2 separate regions of the Mus musculus genome follow, and region 2 is linked to region 1. A link is a contact called in public HiChIP or PLAC-seq data. All regions are on one chromosome and are shown on one strand. Each heading gives the region's core, a stretch centred on a gene start, on an enhancer-like site or on the middle of the called end of the contact. The rest is flanking DNA. Distances are from core to core; before and after follow the strand shown.

Region 1 (2,700 bases), core at 50-2,549:
CCGTATACAGTTGAGCATGGCCTGTTAAGCTCAACACTTGGGAGGTGGAGGTTTCCAAGTTCAAGGTCATCCTTGACTACCTAGTGAGTTCAGGGACGGCCTGGACTACGTGAGACTCTGCCTCAACACCAAAACACCAAAACGCAGGAAGTTAACCACAATGTATTTATAACTTCTGTAGCAATTATACTCTAAACCATAAAACACTTGCTCAAGGCACCCAGCGCACAATGGCTCTCCATATAAGAGAACAAAATACTCATGATGTGGCTTCAGAACCCACACATATACGCATTTAGAAACTACCAGTTGTTGTTAAGGTTTGGCCTGGTGTCACCTGCTGCCGTCCGTGAAGGAGATTCAGACACTCCTTAGCCATCTCACTGGGTCTCTGTGTGACCCCATATTTCTTTCATCTAATTCCCCGCCCCCCAAACAGTAAATTTGTGCTCCACTGAATATAGAGCTACTGAAGCTTGGCTGGGCTCTGGGAAGCTGCCGGTTGGAGGTGCTCCGAGGGTGGGTGAGCAGACTCACTGAGTAAGAGAGCTGGCAGCATGAGCCTGCAACTTGAGTTTGGTCTCCACAACCAACAAAAAATAGGAGACTACCAGCTCCTGAAAATTGTCCTTTGACCTCCACTCCGCCCAGCCACACCCACCCACACAGGCAACAACAATGAATAAAAAATTTACAAGTAAACCATACCTGTGAAACTTTTTAGAAACAATGTCCCTCTTCCCACTAAATTGTTCTGAGGGAGATACTTTTCCTAAAATCTGTGGTTTGGGCTAGCAGTTAGGACGTTTTGTGTGGTGGCTAAGGCAGACATTATAAGCAGTAGAGCCCGAAATATCCAATGTCAAGGCTTATGACTAAGAAGGAGCAGAACATGATGCAATCTTACAGGACAGTGAAACTCATTCATGGCTATAATTTAGGTTCTTGTCCTGCTGAGTCAGAACACTGTGTGACGCTTCCAAAGGCCAGACACAAAGATAAGGGCCAATCTTAGTGAAATTAAGCCAGGGTGTAGGGGGAATAAATCTCTTTAACTACTCCTAAGTCACTTCCTGTCCCATCTTTACCACTTACTCTTTAAGAAGAAGAGCAAAATAGAATTAAACCCAAGATTTTATGGAAAGTATGCCTATTAAAAGTAACATTTGACTCTAAAAGGGGGGAAATGCCAGGCACGGTGTAAGAATTTGACATTGAAGCTTCATCACTATGCAGAGTGATCTGCAGCCCTGAGACACTGATTCATCCCCAGGACTCAAAGGCATTTTGAAATTAACACAGCCAAAGGAGGCACAGAGGGGAAAGCCCTTTCTATAAGGCCAGAACTTTAGTGAGAAGAGAATATTTGCTTACTCATCTCTTTAGTCATTTATAGGACAGCCATAAACTCTGCAAGCTGAATATATTACTTTTATTATTGTATTTATTTATTTACTTGCGTGTGTGTGTGTGTGTGTGTGTGTGTGCATTCTCACAAACATGCATGTACATGCCAGAGTGAATATGTGAGGGTCACAGGACTGAATTCTCTCTTTCTACTATGTGGATTCTGGGGTTCAAACTCAGGTCTTCAGGCATGATAATAAATACCTTTAACTTGCCAACCCTTGGATCACCTCTTCCGAGATGAGTTAAAGGCAGCTAACCTTGGGGAAAAAAATCAAAATGCACTGTCATGTGATCATCACACCTAGAAGCTAATTTAGACAGTGGTAGGTGCAGGGAGGAGAAGGCTCAGGGGATAAAAACATCTTGGTGTGGTGGCCTCCAGGCTATAATCCCAGCACAGCGGAGGTAGAGTCAGACAGACAATCACTGGCATGCCATCCTAGCCTATTTGTGAGCCCAAGACCAGTGAAAGACTATCTTCAAAAGCAAGGTGGATGGCACCTGAAGAACTACATCCAAGGTTGACTTCTGGATTTCAGACACACACACACACACACATACACACACACACACACACACACACACACATACACACACACACAGACATACTAAACACACATCATGCACAAGCACCCACACACATGCACACACAGAGAAATTACACATGCACACATGCACACACAGACACACCACAAACACTCATGTACACACACAGGTGCACACACAGACATAATACACACGCATATACACACAAATACAGGCAGACACACCACACACACACAGGCCACACATGCACTTTCACGCACACATAAACTCAAGCACACATGCAAACATACATATTCACATACACATAGCATGGGTGAACAAACTGACAGAAGTGAACAATATATCATGTATGATATTCACAATTTGCATGCATTCGTTGAACATTATTAAGGAGCGACAACAGATGGCCCCTATCACCTATTCCAACTTGCTATAAAAGACCATTTCTTATCTTTCTGACTTCCTGCATCTTAGCACCCAGCCAGATTCACACCTGTGACAAGCTGATCTCTCAGCTAAAACCTCTCCCTGGTCCCCTGTCTTACTGCTATCTGTAACCTCAAGGTCTCCCTGCAGAAACCATTTCCACACCCCTAATTGTAGTGACAAAGGGTTGTGCACTCCCACAGAACCCTTTAGAACCCTGTCAGGGCACACACCACAGGAGACCAGTTGTGTGACTTACCCATTTCATCATAAAAATCATTGAGTCAGGCCGGGCAGTGGTGGTACACGCCTTTAATC
Region 2 (2,700 bases), core at 98-2,597, 260 kb after region 1:
TGTAGGTGTCGGATGTTAGGCACTTCGCCATCTAAGTCCTCTTGTAGTATACTCGGTAGCTGGGTATTGCCAATTGCTATGGTTAATAATGCTAAAGAGGAGGAACCCGAGACACAGACACTAGGAGCAAGAGGCAACGGTCAGTGAACCCACCTCAGACCCACAAGCAGTCGTCAGTTACTGCCTTGGCTCTGCCATCTTCCTCTTTATTCTTTTCTGGCTTTGAGACAAGGTTTTGCTAGGTCCCTAGCCAGCCTGGAACGTGCCTCAAACTTGAAGTGATCCTCCTGCCTCTACCTCACAAAAGCTGGGATTAAAGGTATGTATGCGTCTTCTTCAGCTCTCGCTCTGTGCTTCTTCACTCTACACAGCAGCCTGGCTTGATATGCAAGCAAGCGGGGCCTTATTTAAAGCAGACCGCAAGGGCAACTGGCGTATACTTCCTATACAGTTCCTCTGTGAATTTAAGATAGATTAAGCTCAGTTTATTCACTGCTAGCTTGGATCAGTGAGCTACACGCAAAGGATATCAAGCATCCCAATATATCTCTAGTGAGATTGTGAGAGTTGTATAAAGGGACCAGTAAGGGTTCTTGGAGTGTCACAGAGACACTGACCTCATGGAGTCATAGGGGAAGAGATCTAGGAAGAGCGATGCTCCAATTAAAGTCTGCAGGAAGAAAGAAGTCACCACCAGTCTGGTGGGTCAGATGAGTGAGTTTCTTTTTTAGGAAGCATGCATGTACAGGTTCTAGCCTGATGGAGGACAACATACATTAAGATCTAAACAGAGGTCCCAACTTTCCAGGCTCTACAGAACCCAAGGGAGGCACCTCTGTCCTCTTACTGCAAGATAAACACATCAGCTAGTGAGGAGCCTCATATCACAGGCCTACAGAAGGGAGACTCAAGATGACAGATAAGGGATGGAGCAAGATGTAGCTTGGTGTACAGCCTAGAAAAGTGGGGGACAGAAAGAAGAAGAAACTCAGCGTCCTGGCTACTCAGGTAGGAAAGGCTTCTTCTGGTTCCCAGTTTCAGAAGGACTGGAATCCCATCATCACTGTGGGAGCAGGTTAGTTCATGGGGACTGGGCTATATGATAGAAATTTTTACATTAGGACAGGTCAGCAAGCAGAGCGGAGAGCAAGACCTTCAGAGACCCACCCCCAGTGACCAATTTTTGCTCGCTAGGTTCCATCTCCCAAGGGCTCCATGACACTTGAAGAATAGCGCCACCATGTGGGAACAATTAATCCAAGCATGAATCTCTGGGGCTGGGGGGTGGGAGGCGGCATTTCAGATTTAAAACATAACACACTGACTCTGATCCTTTTTGCTTCTGTACTGCAGATACTAACCCTGGCTGCCAATTCTGCCAAGAGTCTCCTTCCCCCTGTGCCTTGTCAGGGTGACACAACCCCTCATTTGTATGCGTCATCATAGATGATAAAAAGCTCACAATTATTTCTTTCATTCCCCCTAGCCCACATTCAGCGTCTTCTGCCAAAGGAAGTTGCTGATTTTAATATATGGTTCTTCATTTATTCATTTTCAGGCGGCAAACAATTTTTAATTAGCCTGGTCTTTATTAAGGATGTGGAACAGGTTATTAGCTAGGTGCATCTTTGGGTCTTTAAGAAGAGTGAAAAAGACATCTTCAATTTGTGTGTGATGTTCTGGGGTTTAATTGATATTAGTCAACAGATCTAGAGCAAATCTCCCCAAGTCCCATTTTTAAACCCTGACTCAACTGACATTCCCACACGGCTAAGAGGAGAGTGGGATTAATATATTAGTCACTGGGTAAAATGTGCCAGGCCCTGTTACGTGAGTTCCAGTAAAATATGCAAGGGGAAAATAAAAAACAAAAGTTAAAACTATCTTCTCTGTCTGCCGAAGCTGACAGGAAGGATTCACTTTGCTCCGGGATGGTATTTATTCACAGTTCGCACTGTAATTTGCAAGTCCCCACCCTGGAATGCGAGCTCCTGGAAGTAGCACGGGGTTGTGTTCTTTATTGTACTACGGCCCGCTGGTTCATTTCCTTATGTAGGATTCCACACAAGGACATAGCTGATAACCCATAAATCTCAATTGGATTATGTGTGAGTGGACAGACAAACTGACCTTGTCACCTGTATTGACTCACAAGTCATATGCTCAATTCGTGAGGGAGAGGAAAGCCTTGGGCCACTCTCTTTGGTGTTCTGCCTGGCCAGGTGGTCCATAGGCTCAGTTGGGGGATGGAGGAAAGACGCAGCAAGAGGTAAATGAGCCAGCTAGCGTCTATACCTCTCTAAAGTCCTGAGAAGGAAGTCCGTTAGGGGCCTTATTAGGCAGCCAACTTGTTGCTTCTCAGCTGTTTTTTTCCCAAGGAGCACGGGAGAATTTACAAGGCCAGCACCATCTATGCAAATTCACATCTTGGGCTCCTATTTAATGAAAGCCATTTTGGAATATGTTCATCAACTATCTTCGAAAAATGTTTCCAATTTGCCATTTAAATGCAAATAAGCTTCCCATGGACTTTAGCTCTGATGGCCCCTGGGGGTCAGCCTGCATGAGTTGGCTTGTTTCCTTAGACACAGACAACTTCAGGGCTTTGTGTAAATACGGGAGCTGTGGTGTGGCTCCTCCGTTTCGTAGCATGTAGTGGCATGCATGAGAGACATCTGTCTTTGGTATGTTCTTTTAATT

Evidence for each region. HiChIP or PLAC-seq counts read pairs in DNA pulled down with a chosen protein or histone mark.
Region 2: an H3K27ac HiChIP or PLAC-seq map of the NIH/3T3 cell line shows a contact between it and region 1, with 3 times the contacts expected there. The contact joins two enhancer-like sites. A contact is called at or near these places in 2 of 484 Hi-C or Micro-C datasets (cortical neurons and nephron progenitors), 2 of 115 datasets of contacts at active chromatin or transcription factors (the NIH/3T3 cell line and pancreatic cancer cells) and 1 of 9 other capture datasets (adipose tissue).

What each region holds. Positions count from the first base shown.
Region 1 is chr10:67,898,227-67,900,926 of GRCm38.p6, forward strand. The region is part of intron 2 of Zfp365 (zinc finger protein 365); the gene reads right to left. Among named protein-coding and RNA genes, the nearest start is that of Zfp365, 13 kb to the right of the region's middle. Within about 2 kb of position 1,300, at least 72 of the 459 cell types and tissues checked have an H3K27ac peak or open chromatin away from gene starts, as enhancers often do. A contact at or near this core is called in the NIH/3T3 cell line and pancreatic cancer cells, where this site is marked.
Region 2 is chr10:68,155,059-68,157,758 of GRCm38.p6, forward strand. All of the region lies in intron 4 of Arid5b (AT rich interactive domain 5B (MRF1-like)), which reads right to left. Gm51770 (a long non-coding RNA gene) reads left to right here. Exons shown (of 3, transcript XR_003948901.1): 1 at 1-1,075. Among named protein-coding and RNA genes, the nearest start is that of Gm51770, 5.3 kb to the left of the region's middle. Within about 2 kb of position 1,348, at least 72 of the 459 cell types and tissues checked have an H3K27ac peak or open chromatin away from gene starts, as enhancers often do. A contact at or near this core is called in the NIH/3T3 cell line and pancreatic cancer cells, where this site is marked.